7 separate regions of the Mus musculus genome follow, and regions 2, 3, 4, 5, 6 and 7 are each linked to region 1. Evidence: chromatin contacts called from public ChIA-PET, Hi-C, HiChIP or PLAC-seq and promoter capture Hi-C data. All regions are on one chromosome and are shown on one strand. Each heading gives the region's core, a stretch centred on a gene start, on an enhancer-like site or on the middle of the called end of the contact. The rest is flanking DNA. Distances are from core to core; before and after follow the strand shown. Region 1 holds the start of Tmed10 (transmembrane p24 trafficking protein 10). Region 2 holds the start of Fcf1 (FCF1 rRNA processing protein). Region 3 holds the start of Flvcr2 (feline leukemia virus subgroup C cellular receptor 2). Region 4 holds the start of Ylpm1 (YLP motif containing 1). Region 5 holds the start of Batf (basic leucine zipper transcription factor, ATF-like). Region 6 has its middle 26 kb from the start of Batf. Region 7 holds the start of Dlst (dihydrolipoamide S-succinyltransferase (E2 component of 2-oxo-glutarate complex)).

Region 1 (3,160 bases), core at 454-2,953:
TTGTTATAGTTGCAACATAAAGATGCTAAACTTTTGTTTTGTTTTTGTTTTGTTTTGTTACAGACTCACTATGTAGTTCTGGCTGTCCTGGAACCCAATATGTAGACTAGGCTGGCCTCCATTCAAGGAGCTACATGTGTCTCTGTTTCCCAAGTGCTGGGACTAAAGGTTTGTGCCACTGTGCCAGGCACTAAATATTTCTTTAAATCGATAAATACTATATAGGAATTATTTTCTTAAGGAATATTTAGTTTGATTACTTTATCCCTGATTTAACATAAGATTGCTAAGTCTGTTGACTTATTTTATGGACATGAATTTTACCTGTGTGTTTGCTTTTTGGATTTTCAAGACAGAGTTTCTCTGTGTAGCCCTGGTGGGACTAAAGGTGTGTATTCCCATTGTTTGGTGCTCAGTTTATTGAGCAGAAAGGATGTACCTCAATAAACACATTAGACATAATGATTGTAGTCTCTCTAGCACGTAGTAGGTAATCAAGACTTACTAACGGATGGATGAACAATTCCTATACAAATCAGTTTACTACAAAAGAGCAGGGCAGTGGTGCATGCCTTTAAAACCAGCACTCAGAAGGCAGAGGCAGGTGAATCTCTGTGTGTTCGAGGCCAGCTTGGTCTCTAGAGTTCTAGGAGAGCCAGGGCTACACAAAGAACCCTGTCTCAAAAAACCAAACCACCGGGGCAGTGGTGGCACACGCCTTTAACCCCAATACTTGAGAGGCAGAGGCAGGTGGATTTCTGAGTTTAAGGCCAGCCTCGTCTACAGAGTGAGCTCCAGGGCAGCCAGGGCTATACAGAGAAACCCTATCTCGAAAAACAGAAACAAATAAAACAAAACACACACAAAAGAAAGAAAGAAAAGAAACAAACAAACAAACAAAAAAAATCCAAAGAAACAAACCAAACCAACAACAAAACCAAAAAGACCTATCGGAGGTACAGAACATGCTTTCGAAACACGCCGTTTCTTCCCCTTGACAACACTCATCTGGTAAAATAATATTTTATGCTCATCACTGACTGGACCAAAACAAAAATTTAAATGTTGGTTTGAGTGCAGTTTATCGCAGAAGACTATTGATGTGTCTTAAATAAATAAGTGCGTTGGGAACACCCAACTTGCATTAACTGGATACCTGCCAATCCACATTCACCCGCTGACCTCTACGCACTCTCCTCTGAGTTAGCAACCCACACTCACTAAAAGCCAAATTAAAATTTTCTCTTATGTTTTCCCTCTTCAGTGCTCCACTGTCCCAACACCCTTTGGAGTAAGCGTTAGGACACCGAAATTCCTCTGGTGCCTTAGCCCCGAGTCTACGCAGCTGGTGGGCGGGCTCAGAGAAGGCCTTGTGGCTGTTTCTTATTGGGGGCTGGTTGCTATGGTGTCGTCGATTTTAAAAACTCGCATGAACCGCTTCCGGGGGCTTAAAACAATTACTTCCGAGGCTGCCCATACTTACTATGGCTCACTCGGAAGTATTTCACCACCATTAAAAAATAAAACGTGTACGAAAAACTCCTGGGGACTTCTCTATAGACCCTTAAACTCGTAGTTATGACATACTACCAAATCTTTGCTTCCTCTTAGAAGTTATTTGCTTTACATTCCTTTTCTGTTTAGCCAATCTCCAAAATGGCGCGGACGGCCTCGCCAGGGCAGAGGCGCGTCACGTGGGTGCTCCCGGTTCCGGCGCGCTAGAGGCCCCGGGTGGTGAACGAGGCTCCGGCACCATGTCTGGTTTGTTTGGCCCACTCTCCCGGCCTGGCCCTCTCCCGTCCGCCTGGCTCTTTCTGTTGCTGCTCGGCCCCAGCTCGGTCCTCGGCATCTCCTTCCATCTGCCCGTGAACTCTCGCAAGTGTCTCCGAGAGGAGATCCACAAGGACCTGCTGGTGACGGGCGCCTACGAGATCACCGACCAGTCTGGGGGCGCTGGCGGCCTGCGCACCCACCTCAAGGTGCGGCGGCGGGGCGCGGCGGTGGGCGGCAGGAAGGCAGGCGTAGTCCGGGGAAGGCCGAGGTAGGGGGAGGCCGGCGGGCCGGCGAGCGGGCGGAGGCTGGGGCATGGCCTGGCCTCCCCCCAACCTCATCCCTGAACGCTAAGTCTGCGCGGTGGGGACCGCCCCTTCACCCCGCGCGTTGGGGTTCGCGGGGCGGGGCCGCGCGCCAAAGTCGGGGCCCTTGGAAGGGCAGAGTTCTGCCTTGGCGGACCTAGAGTCCGGAGACCTAGGGCTGTTTCCACTTCGGGCTGTCATCGGGGTTCTGTGTCTTGTGAAGTCTCAGGAATCGAGGAATTAACGTGATTTTCCTGAGCAATGTTTCGAGGATCAATGGGGGGTTGGCATCATAAGATACCTCAACACCTACCGAATAAAGCAGACAATAACGTTGGCTGTGACTGATAAAATGTGTTGTTCATTAGGCACCTGAAGCGTCACTTCCTGTGCCACTTAAAGTTGTGCGTTTAGTTCAAACACTACCCTATGGAACCATGGGCCTCGTTATATAGACTCAGAAACTGAGGCTCAAGTAGGGTGAACAATCGTTGGAGATGGATTTGACCAGCTAAGTGTATTGATGGAAAAGTGCTAAAACCTTCCTTTTGCTTATTTGTGATTCCTGGGATTTATTATTGATCACAAGATGGTCATAGTCTCTAGTCCCTTCTTTTAGTTACACCAGGGTCACCTAGATCCCTGTATGCTGACAGCTACTTTACTTAATGCCATTTGGTCCCAGTTTTCAGTGGAGTTTTGCTTGACTAGATTTTTGAGTTGTTAATAGTGGAGTTGGTTGTGTTCTGAATAGTTGTGTTCATTCACAATAAGCACTAGTTATTTTGTTGTTGTTTCTTTTTAACAGAAGGAAAACGTCACATTCTTAAGCCAAATAGAAACAGTTTATTTAAGTTTTTTTTTTTTTTTTTTTTTAATTTTGGCTGCATGTATGTATGTATACCTGGTGGGTGCCTAGAGCCCATGGAGGCCAGAAGAGGGCATCAAGTTTTCTAGATTGGACGTTCAAGATGGTTATGAGCCACCATATGGGTGCTGGGACCCCAGCTTGGGTCTTTTGAAAGTGGAACAAGTGATCTAACCCCCTGAGCATCTTAACAAGCTTCAGCTATATTGTTTATATT
Region 2 (3,160 bases), core at 306-2,805, 400 kb after region 1:
CAGGGAGAGAGAGGCAGACAGAGCCCTAAAAATTCGAGGTCTGGTTTACATAGCAAGTTTCAGGGTAGCCAAGGCTACTTAGTGAGACCCTGTCTCAAACAACAACAACAACAACAACAACAACAACAACAACAAACCAAACCAAATCAAACCAAAAAGGACTCAAACCACAAGTTTAGGAGGAAAGTTTCTCCACGTTATTTATAAAGGCCTGAAACATAACACACGTATAAAATAAAGACTCAACACAAGGAAGTGATCAGTGGGACATTGTTAGATAAAATAAAAACCCACATCAGAAGCTGAGAATAATAATTCTGAAGGTTCTAATGACCACTCTCTTGTTCCGAAAATCTTAAACACGAAGAAGCCCAGTCTTCATTAAATTAACTGTTTACCCAGTCCTTACCGATACAGAGAAACTGGTTGAGTGTTCTTTATTTATTTTTATTTTTTTTTTTTAAAAGATTTATTTATTTATTATATGTAAGTACACTGTAGCTGTCTTCAGACACACCAGAAGAGGGAGTCAGATCTCGTTACGGATGGTTGTGAGCCACCATGTGGTTGCTGGGATTTGAACTCTGGACCTTCGGAAGAGCAGTCAGGTGCTCTTACCCACTGAGCCATCTCACCAGCCCCTTGAGTGTTCTTTATAATGGGAATATCATACTAGCATGTTCGAAGGTTCTGAATTCTTTTTTTGTTTGTTTGTTTGTTTTTTTTTCGAAACAGGGTTTCTCTGTATAGTCCTGGCTGTCCTGGAACTCACTCTGTAGACCAGGCTTCGAACTCAAAAATCCGCCTGCCTCTGCCTCCCGAGTGCTGGGATTAAAGGCGTGTGCCACCACCGCCCGGCAAGGTTCTGAATTCTTACAACTTATAAAATGGGACTATCTTGGACTTTTCCCATCGTCCTTTTTAAACTTGGGTGGCAGGACCTGAAGACAGCCATGGTATGACCTCCTCACCGGCTTTCCCACAACGATACCATGCCCTGCCCCACCGAATGTGTGACTATAATTCCATGCAACACAGACCTAAGACATTATAAGCAAAACAAAAAAACATCAAATGTTTCTACTTAGCCCATCGTGACTTCTGCAGTTTAAGAAACCAGTACATCAGATGTTTCTACTTAGCCCATCGTGACTTCTGTAGTTCTGATCAGTTTAAGAAACCAGTTGGTTCTGACCACTCACAGTCGCTCGTCTCTCAGACTGAGCATTCGCTTCATAGTCGCATATTTCCTTGTTTTCTTTTGCTTCCCCTTGAAACAGAAGTTTTCGAGTTAAAAAGAGCTGAAAACATCTTTTAAAGTTCTCTTCTATTTTTCTTGCCCCTCCCCAAACAGCACTCAGTCCCCCTCCCTACTCCCTTCGAACTAAGGCCAGAATGGAATTAAACAAACAAACAAACAAACAAACAAACAAGGAAGCACCGAGTCTATATCTGGCCAAAGGCTGAGCTCCCGTTTGCTCCCCAAAACTCTCTGACAAAGTTCTCCCACTCCGCTCACCATGTTCACGCCGCACTCCTGTTTCTTCCGGAATCGCTCGCAGCGCGACACTTTACGTCATCCTCACGCTCTTTCCGGCAAAGGCCAACCCGGAGGCGGAAGCTACTTTGGGAAACGTAAAAGCTCCGAGCCGGCTCCTAACGCTGGCGGAGATCGACACTGGAGATTTTTTTGGGGGGCGGGTGGAGGGTAGGATTTGTGCTGGATGAGGCCGCTGCTTCCTCGGACCCCAGAACTAGGACTTGGCCACGTTGCAGCCCCCGTTCGGGTAACGTTTTTCTTCACGCCGCAGCCGGAGGCAGAGCCCAGCCGACCGTAGGCACCAGAATTGCTGAAGGCGAGCGAGAGAAGAGGGGACGAGGGCAGAGGGGTCGGGAATCCTGGGCGTCCCATAGTTTGACAGTACATTCTGGTTTTCCTCTGGCACATCATTTCAGCCTTGGCTCTGTAGTTCAGCCTTGAGGCTCTGGTTATTGATTGGTTTTCCTCGCCGGCTTGGAACTTGTGAGGCTGGGCGTAAGATTCTTCGGAAAGAGAGGAATGTAATAGCGATGGAGGACATCCCCCCCCAATGTTCTCCCTCCGTCTCTGTCTGTCTGCATCTCTCTCTCTCTCTCTCTCTCTCTTCCCGTGTGTGTGTACGAGCACGAGCGTGCAGGTGCATCAGAGCAGAAATTCAGAGCAGAAGCCAGAGGAAGCTGCTTGTCTTTATCTTCCACTTTTTAGAAAACAGTCTGTCTTACCCAACCTGGAAACACCTCCACCTCCGGTTTTTGCTAGATTGACTGACCAAAAAGCCCCAGAGATACTCCCATCCCTGCCCTCCGGTGCTGGAGTGGACAAGCCCACTACTCCCCGGCTTGTTTTCTAACCAGATCCTGGGCAAACCAAACTCAGGGCTTCTTGCTTGGTCAGCAGGTATTTTACTCATTGAGCCAATTATCCCAGTCGCAGTGGCCTTTTTTAGACGATCACAAGAAAAACAGGTGCAGAAGCTTATATGTGCAACTACTTAGCAAGCCTGGAATGTGATGGGGAACAGTGCTCTTCGTTGTGAAGCCTGGTGTGCAGTCCTTAATGGGAGAGGGAGAATATGTGGGAATGAGAAAGCGAAACTGGGCAGTGTTTGGTTTTGTTTTCCGTTTGCTTGTTTGTCTTTGCTTTTAGGATGTATTCTAGTTGTTCTTAGCCATCCGGAGAGAGGTTTCTTTTACCCCTTGAGAGTCTGTGGAAGGCCAGGGACAGCTTTCCTGGAAGTGGATGTGCAGTTTATGAGACTTGTAGGCTATGTGAACTTCATCTTAGTTGACTCTTTTGATACCTTTGTTTTACCGATGTTGAAGCTGTGCCCTAGACGCTCAGAGGTCAGTTTGGTTCGCTTGTGATTTTCTTACTGCATGACACTGACCTAGTGTTACTGGGTTCAGAGGTGTTCGAGGTGTAACAGTGCGAGGCAGTGCATTGGTTATGGGACTCGGGCGTTTGACTGGCTGCAGTTCACTCCCTCTCTTGAGTTGCTTTATTTGCATTGCTTTGGGCCATCAGTTGGTGCCTCTGTTTCTTTGTGTATAAAGCTAAGCTCATCATCACAGCACCTATATTACCCAGACACCACTAGGACCGACCTGTGTTTTCATAGTC
Region 3 (3,160 bases), core at 231-2,730, 370 kb before region 1:
CTAAAACCACCAAGGACACCTAAACAGCCACCTGGCAGTCAAAGATTGCTACCAGAGAAAAGACCAGCATTCCTAAAATTGGTGGAACTGGTGTACTGATAAAGGCTGGGGAGAAACACCATCAAAAAACGATCATATTTTAATTAGTATGCTTCCTACAGGCTAGGAAAAACTGTGGATGAAAGAAAAAGTCCTTTGTTTGTGACCCCCGCCCCATTAATCTTCAATGTCACTGACAGTCACAATCACCCAACTACACTGTCAGTCCACACCCAACCACAAAGCCACCCAAGAGTCATAAAGTCTGTGAACCAGAAAACTACAGCTTCTCTCATCGTCAGGTACCCTCTAACATACTCAGCCCCATCATGGTGAGATGCTCTCTCTCTTTGGAACAGCCGTCCACACACACACCCGCCCTCTACTCACCTGATTGCCAAACACAGCCACGGAGCAGGCTGTTGAAACCTCATCAGCTCCAAACCAGACCGAAGCAATGCGTGAGGGCATGCCCAGAATGAAGACCTGTGCCACAGAGCAGATGACCTGACCCACCATTGTGACCGGGAAGAGGTGAGGCTCTAGGCTGCCCAGCTTTACCCAGGCTCCCAGGCAATTGAGAGCTGAGCCGGTGATAGCGATGGTTCGAAGACCAAATTTCTCCAGCATCCAGGCCACGGGCAGGAGCAGAGGGATGTAGGTCAGCATGTAGCACATGGACAGCCAATCAATGGCAAAGGCACTGACACCGTAGAAGTTCATGAAGATGTTATTGATGGAGCCGTACTGAATCCACTGGAAGGCATTGCACAAGGAGTAGCAACTGAACACCAGGACCACGACCCAACGACGCTTGCTCACCTTGATCACGCTGTCTTCTCTAACCAAGCTACTATGATGGGTCAAACCGCTGGGTTGAGCCAAGGTACTGGGGAGTGCTGAACTGCTGGGACGGACAGAGACGCTGGGGTCGATGGAGACACTAGGATGGATGGAGACACTGGGGTGGCCTGAGACGCTGGGGTGGCCTGAGACGCTGGGGTGGCCTGAGACGCTGGGATGGATGGAGCCGCTGGGCTGGGTGGAGTAGCTGGTGTCCATCTGGAATTCCGACTCTGGCGCAGGTCTGTCATTGCTCTCCTCCTGGTTGAGACTTTCATTCACCATGACCACAACGAGCTCCTGAATCCCAGGCACGTACTGACTCCTACAGTCTTATGGGTCAGCAGCCTTTTGCCTGTCCCCCTAGAGCTGAGGCAACACTTCTCCGGGAGCGCACCTCTGTTAGCGGAGAAATCGAGATCTCAGGTTCCTACGATCACTCCCTAGCAAACTGTTGTCCCCCAAGTTGGCCGCAGACGCCTTGCCACGCGTTCCAGGCTGTCCAGATGAAGCGTTGACCGTCCTGGAAAAAGTTTGACTCCTGAACAGCGAACTGTGGCAGGGCGAGCTCGGTTTGCTCCCGGGCAGGCTGGGGCCTCGCCCCCTCGGGCGCACGTGACCGCCCCGCCCCCCGGCCTGCCCGGCTCCCCACGCCCCTCAACCCCTCCCACCCAGGATCCCCTGCCTCCTTGAGCGGGGCTCGCAAGGCGCCGCTCTTGTTTCGCCATAGGTTGGGGTGTACATTCCTCTCCGACGTCCCCGGTGTCATGGAAACCGCCCGGTTAGCCCCCACCCCTACACTTTCCCTAAATTCACTTGTCCCCCCCACTCCCAGAGGTCTTCGTTGGTAAATGAGGACTTCGCCTCACGCCCTTCCGAGGTCAGAGTCTTCTCGGGGCCAGCGGGCGTGCACCGAGGCTCGGAGTCCCTAAACTGCTCAGGGGGATCCGAGAGAGATCCCTACCTTCCTCTCTTTTGCTGGGCTCTCCAGGTGACAGTTCAGTGTGCCTGGTGAAAGGAATGCTTGCTTTTCTCAGAGACCTCCCAGCCGACAAAGACTTATTTTGGTGAACTCGTATATGAACTTGTTTAGTGTCTGACGGGTCCCTGAGGTCTCCCACTAGGGAACCCCGCGAGCCAAGCATAGCCTGGAGGGAAAGTTGTGGAACCAAGTCTCTGCGCAGGCTCTGGGAGTGAGGCAACGAAGTGACTCATACAGCCTCGTAGCCCTCCGCTGCCACCTACCGATCCCCTGAGCGTCACCTCTTAGCCTGGAAGCAAGGCTTTCAGAGAAGGAATGCTGGCTTGCGCTGGTCCCTACAACTCCATGGGTTCACAGTGATAAAGAACCCAAAATTTAGGTTGGATTCCGGTTTAGCGACTTAGGCGTGTAACAATAGGTCACTGAACACCACTTCTGAGCTCCCGTTTCTTTTGCAAAATGTAGATGGTGAAATAATGGCCCTTAGAAAAATCCAGCCAGGCGTGGTGGCACACACCTTTAATCCCAGCACTCGGGAGGCAGAGGCAGGTGGATTTCTGAGTTCGAGGCCAGCCTGGTCTACAGAGTGAGTTCCAGGACAGCCAGGGCTATACAGAGAAACCCTGTCTCGAAAAAAAAAAAAAAAAAAAAAAGAAAAATCCCTGGCTGATAATTCGTTCAACAAATGTTTCCTATCCTGCCAAAAGGCTAGCATTTGTTGCCACGGGGTAAATGTGCTTCATGGGTGAGCATGCCGGGCATTCTATAATGTAGTTACTATTGCTTGCCCTGGGTGTGTGTGTCTGTATGTGTGCATGTGTATGGTGTATGTGCAGGCACTCAAGGCTTTGAAAACATCGAGCTGTAAGCTCTCGGCCTTCTTGCCTCGTGCTATAGACAAGAAAACAAGCCTTTTAGAACTCAGTTAACTAAGGTCCCAGCTGGCCTGAAAAGTCATACTTCCCATCATTCAAGCTACCACACAGTTACATAAGAGCAGTCTGAGCTGCAGCCTGGGTGGCTCCTGGAAACCTGGTGGTGTTTTTGTTTTGCCTTTTTTGTCTGTTTTGGCTTGGTCTTTTTGAGACAGGGTTGCTCAGGGTAACCTTGAATTCCACACCCTCTCAATCCTAAATGGTGAGTTTACAGGTGTATATCACCATGCCCGCCCCCCTGCCAAGCTTGTTTCAAGGGAAGATTCCCAGATCCCCAGGTTCAGCCCAGAACTCCTGAATTAGAACATTTGAACAGAATCTCCAGGTGATTCATGTGTGTTCACACGTTGAATCTTGAGGG
Region 4 (3,160 bases), core at 422-2,921, 380 kb after region 1:
GGTAATAATAATGAAATGTAGCAAATTCACCATGCGGCAAAATTATCCTTAGGAGATGGTTTTGAAATATAACAACAGATTCTCCAAGGATCAAGTCTCTAGAGGCCTATGGAGTCCACATGAACTCACAACATCAGTTAGGATGTCATGATGAGACTTCCATCTTTTATGTGCTGAGAACCCACTTCTGGAAACAGACAGCTATCTCTGGCCCCTGCATATTTTGCTGGTCCTAAGAAATTAACTGGTCAATATTTACATGTATTTAAACATCAGTCCTTTAAGAATTTTCTTTTATACTGCCTCCCCATGAAAATCTTAGTTTAAAAAAAAATTAAAACAAAGCTCTGTGCAACAATAAATACTGAATGCTGGTCAAAGAAAACTAAGGCATACATTTGAGAAATAAATCTAGTGCCAACCTACTACAACTTCAAGTGCCTAGTCTTATCTTTACTCTTCTTTTGGTAATCTATGGTCAATTTAAAACCTGGCTTTCAGGGCTGACTCTTAGGGGATCTTTGGAGTATGAATGGGCTAGTCGTTGGCTGTTGGAATTACGATAGGCATTAGCTGGTTAAAGCCCAAGACCTGCTCACGTAAAGCCTAAATGAAAGATGTGACACAGTGCTTACCTGTGGAGTCATTGTAGAGGGATCTGGTTCAGGAGCAGCTTGCTTCTGTTCAGCAGTCTTGTTCTTGGCCCCACTCTCCAAAGGCTCTTGCTGGATAGCTGTTTTATTCCCAGAAGGGATGGACGGTGGTGGTGGTAGCTGGGGTTTAGAAGGGCCCTGGGAGGAGCGGGAAGGAGAGGCCTGAGAAGGGGGTAAGTAGGGCTGGGAATGGCTCAAATATGATTGTGAGGAGGACGAGGAAGAATAAGAAGGAGTGGGCGCCAGATAGGACTGGGAAGGTGGAGACTGTGAAGGGGATGGCTGAGCAGGAGGCAGGTAGGGCTGAGCGGAGGAAGGGGGATAGTACGAGGGTGGTGGCTGAGGTGGAGGCATGTACGACTGGGATGGGGGCATGTAGGATCCTGGAGGTACAGGGGGAGATTCAGGAGGGGACTCCAGCTCCATTGGAACCAAACCCGGAGGCCCATCTCGTTGGTGGTGGATCATCTGGTGTTTGTACTGCTGCTGCTTCTGATAACTGAGGGCTGGTCCAGGTGGCGGGGGCATCGGTGGCGGAGGCGGCTGCCAGTCTCCGTAGCCGCCCCCGGGCATCACCGGCGGGGGTGGCAGCGGGGGCGGAGGAAGATGGTGGGGTTGGAGCACGCACTGCATTTGCTTCTGGTGCATCTGCTGCAGCTGCTGGAGCTGCGCCAAGTGTTGCTCTCGGAAGCTCATGAAGCCTGAAGAGGAAGGGGCCGCGGGAGCCGTCGAACTGGAGTACCCGGGCCCCGGCGAGGCCTCGGGAAGCGCCACCGGTGGCGGCGGCGGCGGCACCGGCGGCGGCGGATAGTGGCTGCTCCCGCCATACCGGCCCCAATTCGGATACATATAGGAAACGAAGGCGCGGGGCTCGTCCCGGCGCCGTTACTCGTCGCAACCGACCTCCAGGAGCCGCGGCGGTGACGGCGACAGCCGGAACTCGCGGTGCCTTACAGGCCGCGGAGCGTGTGAACGGAGCGCGCCAGTGCGCCGGCGCTACGGAGCTGGGCCCGCGGTCGGGAAGGCGGGGACCGTGCTGAGGCAACTACGCATGCGCAGTACCATCGAGCGGAGAACAAAGGCCAGATAGAGGGAACCTTGGCGCAGGTACTCGCTGTTGCCGCCTTCCTTCGGGTTCGGAAAATGTAGGCGGTAATAGAATGTTGTCATAGAACCAAGAAAACCATAGAGTCTCACAGCCGAAAGGAGTGATAGAGATCCTAACGCCCTATGGGTTTAGTTTTGAATGGGGGGGTGGGGAGGGGGGAGGAAAGATTCCATTCACAGTAGCAACAAGAACATAAAACAAGTAATAACTCTACTAAGAAAAATCTAGACATTATATGAAGAAAACTGCAGAATCCTACCTGAGAATAAAAATTAAACTTGAACTCACGAAGAGGCTTACCATAGTCCTAAGTAAAAAAGAGGGAGCTTTGTAAAAATGACAGTTCTTCCAAGTTAAACTGATTTAACTCAGTCAACCCACAGCCTGACAGGGGACAATGATAGGAAGAATGAAAAATGGATTCTGGAGAAGGAAAGTGAAAATGGCCCTGATTCTTTCCTACAGGTACTGTAAAAGGAATTGAATTGTTTAGATTGGTTTCCTCCCCACCCACCACCCACCCCACCACCCTTAAAATTTTTTTGCTTTTTCAAGACAGGGTTTTTCTGTATGAACCCCCTGGCTGTCCTGGAACTCGCTTTGTGACCAGGCTGGCCTTGAACTCACAGAGATCTTCCTGCCTCTGCCTTCCAAGTACCATCAAACCCAGGTTTTAACTCGGACGATGTCCCTGTTGGAGAATCCTTAAACCTAAGAAAAGTCAGCCGGGCATGGTGGTGAACGCCTTTAATCCCGCACTCGGGAGGCAGAGGCAGGCAGATTTCTGATTTCGAGGCTAGCCTGGCCTACAAAGTGAGTTCCAGGACAGCCAGTGCTATACAGAGAAACCCTGTCTCGAAAACCCAAAAAAAAAAAAAAAAAAAAAAAAAAAAAAAAACCTAAGAAAAGTCAGAGAAGGGTAACTTAAAAGCTGATTTCCTGAACCCTAGCAGCAAAATATTAAAGACTTCCATTGGTTTGGGTGATTACTGAACATCAGAAGTAGTACACTGAATTCTGGGAAAGGAAGGACAGAAGGAAGGAAAGAAGGAAGGAAGGGGAGAGAAAAACCATGCTTAATTTGAAGACTCTTAACTGTATCAGCATGTCAATTTGAAGATGTGACCTTGCTCTTTTTTCCTAGCAACCAGATCATTACCTGTCTTGGGTAACTATGAGTAGTAGATGCGGGGCTAGGGATTCCTTCTTTCAGTGTCTTATTGAAGCAGCATAGAAATACATAAAATTGCATGTCATAAGTTGTATTAGTTAGGGTTTTTCTGCTGTGAACAGACACCATGACCAAGGCAACTCTTATAAAAAAACATTTAACTGGGGCTGGGTTACAGGTTCAGAGGCTAACATCCAGGCAGGTATGGTACAGGAAGAGCTGAGAGTT
Region 5 (3,160 bases), core at 448-2,947, 310 kb before region 1:
GCAGGTCGCCTGCTTTAGTGAGCCACTGACGGGTGCTTTGGAGGACACAGTGCTCTTTGAGTGCTTTCTAAGTATCTCCTATAGAAGATCAGGGAAGAGAAGCCCTTCTGCAACCCCCACCCTGTCACCTACCTCCACTGGCCTGAGGGGCAAAGACCCTTGGGTCAGGTTCTGATTCCCTTCCCTCTTTACTCAAACTTTCCAGGTCATTCTAGCAAACGGACATTGGGTTAGAGAGGGCAAGGATATATTCTTCCTTTAATGTGCTAAGGGACTAGGTTGCCATGGAAGCTGTGAGTAATTTCCTTCTTAAGAAGAGACTGGGGTACCATCTTCCAGGCAGTCTGAGTTGCTCTGATACCATCGTGAGCGAGGGACTATCTCCCTCTTGAGGTCTTCACCAGTATGGCTTTTGGTGAGGGCTTGTGACAGATGTGGGAGCCGGTGGTCAGGTAGTTTACGTTTATTTTGTTTGTAGCGTTTTGCAGCCCCCTGGATGTGTGTGAGCCAAACACTCTACCTCTGAGCCCCTCCCAATATGTGTGCTAAGGAAAGAATATAGTTTTTAAGATGAGATGTAAAAAAGTTTAATCCGTGGGTCTATGTTGGATGAGGAGGAGAAATGTCTAGAACAAGGGGCATCAGGAACGTGGTAGAGAGACCCAGAAACCACAAGGTGAGAAAGGCATCCCATCGGAGGCATCTTTCAGTCTGAGACATTTCGGCTTGGTATCAGTCAAGAGTCTAAGAGTCTCAGAATCTTTCCCTCCATCCCTGGTTTTTCAGGGATGATATTAGCTACTAGTGAAAGTCTCTGACACGCCTCCTGGACCATGGCCTTCTTTCTTCTATCTGGAAGCCACATGGGGGGTGGGGGGGAAAGATACAGGTTGTAGCTTTAGCCTCCCTTCCCACGGACTGCTGGAGTTACCGAGGCAATCCGCAGGCAGATCTTGCCACTCTTCTCCTCCTGTCTACCTTGCTTTGATTTGCTATATTTCTCTTCCCTGACCTCGGTTCTGTCTTGCCACTTGCTTGGTTTTTTCCTGGAAAGCTACAACTCTAGGATTTGGGTGGAGCCCGAAGCAGCGATCTACTGGAACATTCCTCTGCTTATGGTTGACCATACTTCTAAGCTCTGTGATATTCACCCTGCCCCCAGCTTCCTAGAAAGTTTCACGGTGGGAACCTAAGTGGCAGAGACGAGGGGTACCTCTTGGAAAGAGAGGCTTTTGTGGCGGGATGCGAAGCTTCAGCCCTTGGACCTCTGTATAGCAAACACCACACGGTCCAGAGTCTGCTAGAGAGTTCCTGCCACGAGCTACTTCCTTCCCCAGACAGAGCTCCCTGGGCAGGACAAGGGAGCCTACCCCTCTTCTACCACCCCAGGAAAATCAGAAGGCAAGGCATGCGGGGCGTGGGGGAGGGGGACGAAGGGGGTACCTGTTTGCCAGGGGGAGGAGAGCGGCTGAAGCTGGAGTCACTGCTGTCGGAGCTGTGAGGCATGGTTCTAATCTTCCGGGCTCTCCCACACCGTCCCAGATGCCTCTGGGCGATCTTCTCACTAGCTGGCTCCCCTTCTTGACTGCTAGGGGGCCACCAGCACACCACCTTCCACAGGTACCTCCCCTGCTTGCCCAACAGCAACCTCTGACAGACCCCTGCGTCCTCCTCTCTCTCGGGTGCAGAGGGACTGCTCCCCACAGGGACATCTCGCTGCTTTGGGGCTTGCGCACAGGCCCTCTCTTGTGGTTTCTGGTAATTCAAGCTGGAAGTCACATGGGCGGAAACGTCAACAAGTTAGAAAGAAGGTAGAGAGAAAATACACATCTGGGAAAAGACCACAGAATTAGGTGAAAGAAAAAAAAATACACAAACCCCCAGTATCTTCCGGCAGGCAGTTTGAAAGGCAGAGCGAGCGCTCTTCAATTGATGAAGATAAAGAAGAAAAACAGCCACACAGGGAAAATCCCCGGCCAGAATTAGCAAGTTCTCTGCTGTCAACATGGCAGAGAGCAGCAGGAAAGAGCCTCCAGGTCACAGGCCTTGATTTTTAAATCTAAATACAGTCAGCGACAAGCCTGAGGACCCTTTCTGGGTTTCACCCGAAAGCAACTGCCCATCCTGTTTTATGACCGGCCTTCCTCCTTCACCTATAGGACAGTTCGGTGGGCTGGGGACAAAAAGAAAGGAGGGCACTGCCTTTTACAGATGACCAAGCAAGACGTTGGGGCTAGCTGAGAGTCTCGGGGAGTCTCTGGAATCGATGCTAAAGAAGTTTATTATCTATCCCCTGTCCTCTTAGCAAGACACTTTCATTCTCCCTAGAGAAAGGATACCTACCTTCTGTGGAGGGGCTCCTTCAGGAGTTCAAGGTTGACCTTGAGTCTTCAGAAGTCAGTGACGTCATAACCCAACAAGGAGAGAACGTCAAAATGAGGGACAGAGGCTCTGGACTTGGAGTCAGATCGATATGATGAGAATCCAGTGACTCCCTATCCCTACTCCCCCCCCCCCCAGCCTCCCACCACACACACACACCTAAAACCTGCCCCACCTACTACCTTTCAGGGCTACTGCAATGAGGGATGACAATTTGAATAGGAATGTCCCCCACTCTGTAAAGCATGCTGTGGAGTGGCGGTGTTTGGCATGTGTCCCATGACACGAACACGCTTGTCGCTTTAGTGAACAGTCCCATTCTCATCCCAGTGTTTTGGCTATTTTTTTTTAAAGTTTGGGGACTGGAAAGATGCTCAGCAGTTAGGAACACTGGCTGCTCGTCCAGAGGACTTGGGATCTAGTCCTAACATCCAGACAGTGGCCCAATCATCTGTTACTCCAGTTCCAGGGGTCCTCTTCCTGACTCCTCGGGTACCAGGAAATGGACACGGGGCACATACATATGTGCAGGCAAGACACGCACACATATTAAAATAAAAGCTCTTACTCTATTCCCAGTGTGGCTCAAATGCTCACCTCGATTAATCTGAGGGCTGACAATATGTTATGGCTCCTAAAGCATTTTTGTATCCACTGATTACAATTCTGCCTGACGACAATATTGTTCTAAGGACAAACCTATCAAAATAATAATAATAACAATAATAACAATAACAATAATAATAATAATAATAATAAAAGTCAATCCTTGTAGAAT
Region 6 (3,160 bases), core at 235-2,734, 290 kb before region 1:
AGTAGAACTCCGTTTCATCTCGGGCATAAACACCTTCAATTTTAAGAAGAGCTGTGTGCTCTCTTTGGTTCCGGAGACCTGGCTTGTAGCCAGCAAAAATGGCCTTGCACCACAGCCTTCCAGACACACTTGCTTTTAGAAGTCCTGTTCCCAGCAGGCCTCCATAGGCGCCAAAATGGCGGAAAGAGACAGAAAGTTTTGTAATAAGAAATAAGTGAATCAGCTGGGCGTTGGTGACGCACGCCTTTGATCCCAGCACTTTGAAGGCAGAGGCAGGCAGATTTCTGAGTTCAAGGCCAGCCTGGTCTACAAAGTGAGTTCCAGAACAGCCAGGGCTATACAGAGAAACCCTGTCTCAAAAAAACAAAAAAACAAATAAACAAACAAAAAATCAAAGTAGGTGAAGAGAGTATACCCATAGCTCAATCATTGGGGAATTGGAAGCCAGCCTAGACTACTAAACAAGGTGCAGTCTGAAAACAATGTGGAAAAAAAAGGAAGGAAGAAAGGAAGAATGGAAGGGGGCTGGTGAGATGGTTCAGCGGGTAAGAGCAGACTGCTCTTCTGAAGGCCCTGAGTTCAAATCCCAGCAACCACATGGTAGCTCACAACCACCCGTAATGAGATATGACTCCCTCTTCTGGCATGGCTGAAGACAGCTACAGTGTACTTATGTATAATATTAAATAAATCTTTGGGCCAGAGCGAGCAGGGCTGACCAGAGTGAGCAAAGGTCCTAAAATTCAATTCCCAACAAGGTTCACAACCATCTGTATATCTACAGTGTACTCTTTACAAAATAAAAGAAAGAAATGAGCCGGGTGTGGTGGCGCATGCCTTTAATCCCAGCACTAGGGAGGCAGAGGCAGGTGGATTTCTGAGTTTGAGGCCAGCCTGGTCTACAAAGTGAGTTCCAGGACAGCTAGGGCTACACAGAGAAACCCTGTCTCGAAAAACAAAACAAAACAAAACAATTAAACTATTATAATTCTATCATCTAGGGAGACATAAATTTAGATACACACATAACTCGAATTTTTATTTTATAAAACTGACATCAGTCACAATATGCAAATTAGTGATCTGCTTATAAAAACACAACACATGCATCCCCATGTATGTATATGTTTTGTGCCTCTGATGGGTGTGCATAAAACAGTCACCCCAGCGTGTTTTACTTGCTCGCCTTGGACCCCTCAAGGCCAGTGCTTACTGTATCCAGGAGCGCAGAAACGGGAGCAAGGAGGTGTGCGCAGTCAGGAACAGTGTTCTCTCGGGCTGTTGGTGCCTCTGGTGGGTCTGTTTCCTGGGGTCTGTACAGAAGGGAGCTGGGAAGCTTTCTATCTGAAAATACTCCACGGTGTGTGCAGGTGTTTGGAGTTCCGTTGAGTTTCATCAAAATGAGTCACTGAAGGTGTGAACGGGCGGCCAGGTTGAAGGAGTTACCACTTCCTGGTCCCATCCGGAGACACCCTGCACCTCAAACAGAAGCAAGCGCCTTTCACATGGGCTACCAGGCAGAGGCAAACTGAGCCTTTCGCTCTCCAAACCACTTCTTTGCTTACCTCCCCCCCCAACCCCCCAAGCAAAGGCTAAGTTCCTCTAGTCAGCGGCTCGCTGTTGGGTGAGCTTCAAGCCAAAAACCCACTGAAAGTTCAGCCACGCCTGAAGGGAACCTTGAATGACAAGCGAGCCGGTACCAGGTGAAGAGGCCCCACCACCTGCATCCAGGAGCCAGGCTGCCTTATTCACACGGAGAGGGGGGGGGTGTGTGCCATGGCCCCAACAGAATTTATTGTCACATGATTCAGAAGGAGGCCTGTCTGGATTTCAGGCCCTTACATCCTGACTTTCTGTTCTCTGGTAGCAGGGCACCAGACCTTAGCATGACTGACTCCATGATGGAAATGCCATTCAGGCTGTAAAACTCATTGTGAACACACCATCACCTGCCAAAACTAAAACAAAGGCCTAACCCATCAAAGTCCACGGCTCTGGGAAAGTCTCAGAATGTAACTAACCTTACTTTTTAGTTTCTGTAGTTCCACTTCTGGCGAACTGCTCTTGTTAGCTGAAGTATGTCAACCCAAAACATGGGGTTTGTGCTTTAAAAGCCCATCCCAAGAAAGGCTCAGGGCTACACTGGGATCCCGAAAACCCAGTGTTGTCACTGGCTGGCTAATAAAGACTTTCTTTCTTTCTTTTTTCTTTTTCTTTTTTTTTCCCCAGAAACAATGGTGACTTAATCGCTAGGCACAACAACTAGAATCCTAATCTTGTAAGCCATATTCAATCTAAATCTTCTGGTGGCAAATCCGGGTGGATTTACCATATAAATTGGGGGATACTAGTAGCTACATCTTGCCTCTCGATATCCCTGTCCAAAAAGCCTAATAAAGACTTTCTATTGACTTAAATTTGTGTTGGAGCAGTCCTCTCTGGTGACTACCTGACAATGACATGAACTGGTCTAAATGGAGTCAAAGTAAAGATACAGAGAAGTTAATTAGGAAATATCAACTATGCAGTTCAGTGGGAGCAAGAGGAAGGAAGCCAAGAAAGATGATAGCCTTTAGGGCCACAGATGGGAAGATCACCAGGAACTACCACAGTCCCATGACACATAATATATTGTTTTGTTTTGTGGCATGGTCCTATGAAACCCAAGCTGTCTTGGAACTCACAATGTAGCTGAGGATATCCTTAAATTCCTTCAGTGAACAGAGCTAGGAAAAGGCAGAGGCAGGCGGATTTCTGAGTTCGAGGCCAGCCTGGTCTACAAAGTGAGTTCCAGGACAGCCAGGGCTATACAGAGAAACCCTGCCTCGAAAAAACAAAACAAAACAAAACAAAAAAACAACCCTGTGTTTTACAAAAGTGCTGGAACCACAGGCATGCTCCACCATGTCCAATTTATGCAATGCTGGCAAACCAAACCCACAGCTTCATGCAAGATGCCCTCTACCACGTGAACTATTGCCCCAGTCTGTGATGCAATGACATCAGCAGCTTTGCCTTGAATAAAGAGTTAAGGAACAAAGAACATTGAAGGAAGTGCTTTGTAAGCTAGAACACATGTCACTATCTTCTCTTTGGGGGCTTATCATTGTCTCCATGGCAACTGGGCAAGCTTCCCGGTCTGCCTCTCCACCCTATCCAT
Region 7 (3,160 bases), core at 230-2,729, 260 kb after region 1:
CACCGGGCATTTCCCAACCAACCTGCAACTCCAATTACAGGGGATCCCACACCTCTTCTGGCCTCCGTGGGCACAGAATGCCAAGTGTGTACACAGTACACATAAAGAAAAATAAATTTAAGGGAAAAAATATCTAAACTTCCGAAAGCCTCTACACCATCATCTTCCTCGAGATACTGTTTCCTTTAACTAATGGCTTCTGACCAGTCACTTTGTTTCCAATTCCAAAAGAATGCCACACCTGTTTCCTTCTTCACTGACTTCATGCATTCTACCCCTTTCTTTCTCTCTCTTCTTCTTCTCTTCACTGACTGTCACATCCTGCAAGCCACAACTTTAATGTCACCTATTTAAACCTGTTCTGTCCATGTTTCCAAACACTTAGATGATTGATGATCAGCAATTTACACCATGCCTTTCCCTTACGCCTCAGGCTCCTGGAGGACAAGACTTTTTGCATTGTTGTATTTCTAACGAGCATCTAGCACAGTGCCCTGACAGTGTAAATTCAGTAACCGTGGGCCGCTGGTGTTGCTCAGTGGTTAAGTGCTTGCCTCCCATGCCCTAGCTTCTATCCTCAGCACCACAAAAAGCTGAACAAAACCCAGTAAGGATGCGCCGGGTGAGTACATGACAGCAGTTATACTTAAGGGAGTCTTTTGCTTCGCATCTCTCTGAATTCATTGTCTTTAAATACCATGAGAAGAAACATCAGATTTCCTCCCATGCTGCTCTGCCCACGAGAAGTGCATTTTAGGTGACCGCAAGGGCAGAACTTACCAGGCAGGGAACGTCTCCCTAGAGGGCAGTTCCCCTGTTGAGAAAGAAGACATTATCGACGTCACCCAAAATGAAAAGAGGGGGGAAAAAAACAAACAAACATTTTTTTTAAGGGCACGTTTATCGTGCTGCTGACAGGTAATGACACGTTTATCGTGCTCTTAACTCCGAAAGTAGACGCAAAACACCGAGTCGGCCAAACTCTGTCATCCTCCCCTGAGCCTGCCAGGCGCTAGTTTGGAGACCGCGAAGAGACAGGCCGCGGAATACGGTTGGGGGCCGTGCCTCCTCTCTTAACTCTAAGTCAATGTCGCTGCGGGCGCGGCTCCCAGCCCCGGAGCAAAGGGTTCGGGACAGCGGGAAAACGGCCGGCGCGGGCTGCCTGGGAGAGGACAGGGGCTCCGGGGCTCCGTACACGCGGCTGGGCGGCTCCGCGGGCGTCGGCAGCCACCGCGTCCCGGTGCCCTTGGTGGCCGGCCTGGCCAGCACACAGCGTCCCTGCCCTTCGGCCTGCCCGTCCGCCCACAGCCATGTTCGGCACCCATCGGAGCCCGGGCCCCGCCAGACAGTACCTTCTGGAAGGCAGAAAGCGAGCGGCTGAACGCCCGGGACACGCAGCGTGACCGGGACAGCATCGCGGAGGCAGCGGGATGGAGGGCGGGCGGACACCGGATACAGGGCCCGGCAGCAACCGGAAGTGAGACCGGCCGCGGCACCAGCCAAGCGGCGAGGGGTGTTCGGAGCGAACCACTAACCGTGCTGGGTGCCGGGCGGTGTGAGCCGGGCTCGCATCCTTAGCGGTCCCAGCGCGGGGCATCTGTGGCGCTGTCAAGAGAAGGCCAACTTGGGTTAGTATTCTTCGAGGACAACCATCCGGCCACCGGAGCGCCCCCGGGTTCAAGCCTTCCCTGCCTTTCCTCAGAGCTGGTTCTGTTTGGCGCCGTTTTCTGCTGCCCCCAAACCTAGCCTTTCTGCCTCTGCATTCTAGGAAGAGAGGGAAATGGCTAGGAACTTAGATCTCAGGCCGGTGATTAGGCTTATGTGGACTTGGGCAGGTGGGTCGCGATCCTTTGGAGGGTCCAACGACCCTTTCAGTGGGATCACATATCAGATATCTAGCATACCGGATAATTACATTACAACTCACAACAGTAGCAAATTTACAGTTATGAAGTAGCAACAAAATAATCTTATGGCCCGGGATCACTACAAGAGGAACTGTATTAAAGGACCTGTAAGACTTCACCAACTAGCCCCACTGTGCTTTAGCTCCTGATCTTCTCCCGCCCCTGAGCAAACTCTCCAGCCAAGCTAACTGTGCTCCACCCAGCTTGTGAACTCTGGAAGTTATTTGCTACCCAACTCTGGGAATGTGACATACTAATCTTATGGGGGTTACACTTTTGTTCAATGTCATGCCCCATTGGCAGAGGTTGTAGAAACGCTTGTAGGCTTCCTGCGCCCCCTCCCCCCGCAGCTTTGTGTATACCATTCTGCCCATTGCCTTACATTGAAAGCGCTTGCCACCCTTACCCTGCTTACTTGCTCGCTCTTAAATCCCTAGGCCTTTAACCCTGGCTTCCTAACAGAAATAGTATTCCATGAGCTCAGCTGAATAAATATCAAATTAATGTCTGAATGAATAAATGAACCACGTAGTGCCTTTGATTTTTTTTTTTTGAGTTATTTTGCCTAATTTTCAAAACCTTCACAAAGCCTCTGCTCACCAAACCCTGGATCCAATGGCATTGGAATCTCTGAGCCTTGGGCAGAAGCCCTGATTAGAAAGAGAGACATCATCTGTCCCAGCTGCCCTCACTATTGAGCCTGTAATGCCCTTCATCTGTTTCCTTCAAAGCTTCCTTGTAGCAGGTCTAAGACTCCACTTTCACTCTCTCCACTCCGCCTTCACACCTCTGTCAAAGATCCTTTGTTAGTGTAGAGTTAATCCTGCCACTCCCCTGCTTAAATTCTTCCAGTTGCTACTGCCTGCCTGTCTATACAGCCCAAACTCCTCAGCTAGCCCAAGCACCTAATTATCCGGCTCGTGGCTTCTGAGCTCTCATTTTCACAGATACTGAGCCATAATTCGCTGCTGACCATCTGCCCCGATCCCCACCTCACTCCCGACCCCACCCAATGCACTATTTCATTCCCCATGTTTGCGTCCGCTGTTCCTTCCTATTTATCTAGGGGCTTTTTAATTCCCCTTTAAATCTCTTCCTGAAACCTTTCCTATTCCCCTCTGGCAAAGTGAGCAGGTACTTTATGCTTCCTTCCAAAGTAGTGTGTCTCTGTCACTACAGTGCATCACTACTGTGATGACTTGCTTAGAACTGTCTTGAAGCTGGAGAGATGGCTCAGTGGTTAAGAGCATTCA

The links. Promoter capture Hi-C pulls out the DNA fragments that hold promoters and counts their contacts. Hi-C and Micro-C count contacts between places; a contact is called where the count stands out from the background. ChIA-PET counts read pairs in DNA pulled down with a chosen protein or histone mark. HiChIP or PLAC-seq counts read pairs in DNA pulled down with a chosen protein or histone mark.
Region 2: a promoter capture Hi-C map of liver shows a contact between it and region 1, with 4 times the contacts expected there. The contact joins the promoter of Fcf1 here to the promoter of Tmed10 in region 1. A contact is called at or near these places in 2 of 39 promoter capture datasets (liver and pre-B cells).
Region 3: a promoter capture Hi-C map of stem cell-derived epiblast-like cells shows a contact between it and region 1, with 4 times the contacts expected there. The contact joins the promoter of Flvcr2 here to the promoter of Tmed10 in region 1. A contact is called at or near these places in 7 of 39 promoter capture datasets (the 3T3-L1 cell line, 3T3-L1-derived adipocytes, hippocampal neurons and 3 more) and 4 of 115 datasets of contacts at active chromatin or transcription factors (astrocytes, fibro-adipogenic progenitors, forebrain and 1 more).
Region 4: a FOXA1 HiChIP or PLAC-seq map of pancreatic cancer cells shows a contact between it and region 1. The contact joins the promoter of Ylpm1 here to the promoter of Tmed10 in region 1. A contact is called at or near these places in 1 of 39 promoter capture datasets (pre-B cells), 1 of 115 datasets of contacts at active chromatin or transcription factors (pancreatic cancer cells) and 1 of 9 other capture datasets (adipose tissue).
Region 5: a Hi-C map of B cells shows a contact between it and region 1, with 23 read pairs. The contact joins the promoter of Batf here to the promoter of Tmed10 in region 1. A contact is called at or near these places in 17 of 39 promoter capture datasets (the 3T3-L1 cell line, the C10 cell line, the HPC-7 cell line and 11 more), 2 of 484 Hi-C or Micro-C datasets (B cells and embryonic stem cells), 24 of 115 datasets of contacts at active chromatin or transcription factors (the SCID.adh cell line, acute myeloid leukemia, bone marrow-derived macrophages and 15 more) and 3 of 9 other capture datasets (adipose tissue, liver and macrophages).
Region 6: an RNA polymerase II ChIA-PET map of effector CD8 T cells shows a contact between it and region 1, with 19 read pairs. The contact joins the enhancer-like site here to the promoter of Tmed10 in region 1. A contact is called at or near these places in 14 of 39 promoter capture datasets (the 3T3-L1 cell line, the C10 cell line, the HPC-7 cell line and 8 more), 3 of 15 datasets of contacts at CTCF or cohesin (embryonic stem cells, large pre-B cells and pro-B cells), 16 of 484 Hi-C or Micro-C datasets (CD8 T cells, bone marrow-derived macrophages, embryonic stem cells and 3 more), 27 of 115 datasets of contacts at active chromatin or transcription factors (the HPC-7 cell line, the SCID.adh cell line, Th17 cells and 16 more) and 3 of 9 other capture datasets (adipose tissue, bone marrow-derived macrophages and liver).
Region 7: a contact with region 1 is called in a promoter capture Hi-C map of stem cell-derived epiblast-like cells, with 2.6 times the contacts expected there. The contact joins the promoter of Dlst here to the promoter of Tmed10 in region 1. A contact is called at or near these places in 8 of 39 promoter capture datasets (cranial neural crest, embryonic stem cells, frontonasal cranial neural crest and 5 more), 2 of 115 datasets of contacts at active chromatin or transcription factors (extraembryonic endoderm stem cells and pancreatic cancer cells) and 1 of 9 other capture datasets (liver).

What each region holds. Positions count from the first base shown.
Region 1 is chr12:85,373,260-85,376,419 of GRCm38.p6, reverse strand. It overlaps Tmed10 (transmembrane p24 trafficking protein 10), which reads left to right and starts at 1,703. Exons shown (of 5, transcript NM_026775.4): 1 at 1,703-1,979. The coding sequence starts at 1,755.
Region 2 is chr12:84,969,325-84,972,484 of GRCm38.p6, reverse strand. It overlaps Fcf1 (FCF1 rRNA processing protein), which reads right to left and starts at 1,555. Exons shown (of 8, transcript NM_028632.2): 1 at 1,520-1,555; 2 at 1,203-1,270. The coding sequence starts at 1,522. Arel1 (apoptosis resistant E3 ubiquitin protein ligase 1) reads left to right here and starts at 1,636. Exons shown (of 20, transcript NM_178065.5): 1 at 1,636-1,856.
Region 3 is chr12:85,744,859-85,748,018 of GRCm38.p6, reverse strand. It overlaps Flvcr2 (feline leukemia virus subgroup C cellular receptor 2), which reads right to left and starts at 1,480. Exons shown (of 10, transcript NM_145447.2): 1 at 430-1,480. The coding sequence starts at 1,167.
Region 4 is chr12:84,994,832-84,997,991 of GRCm38.p6, reverse strand. It overlaps Ylpm1 (YLP motif containing 1), which reads right to left and starts at 1,671. Exons shown (of 21, transcript NM_178363.4): 1 at 636-1,671. The coding sequence starts at 1,502.
Region 5 is chr12:85,685,257-85,688,416 of GRCm38.p6, reverse strand. It overlaps Batf (basic leucine zipper transcription factor, ATF-like), which reads right to left and starts at 1,697. Exons shown (of 3, transcript NM_016767.2): 1 at 1,444-1,697. The coding sequence starts at 1,506.
Region 6 is chr12:85,659,410-85,662,569 of GRCm38.p6, reverse strand. It overlaps the pseudogene Gm33312. Among named protein-coding and RNA genes, the nearest start is that of Batf, 26 kb to the left of the region's middle. Within about 2 kb of position 1,484, at least 40 of the 459 cell types and tissues checked have an H3K27ac peak or open chromatin away from gene starts, as enhancers often do. A contact at or near this core is called in CD8 T cells, the SCID.adh cell line, effector CD8 T cells and 1 more, where this site is marked.
Region 7 is chr12:85,109,152-85,112,311 of GRCm38.p6, reverse strand. It overlaps Dlst (dihydrolipoamide S-succinyltransferase (E2 component of 2-oxo-glutarate complex)), which reads right to left and starts at 1,479. Exons shown (of 15, transcript NM_030225.4): 1 at 1,353-1,479; 2 at 781-814. The coding sequence starts at 1,415. It also overlaps a transcript of Prox2 not described here.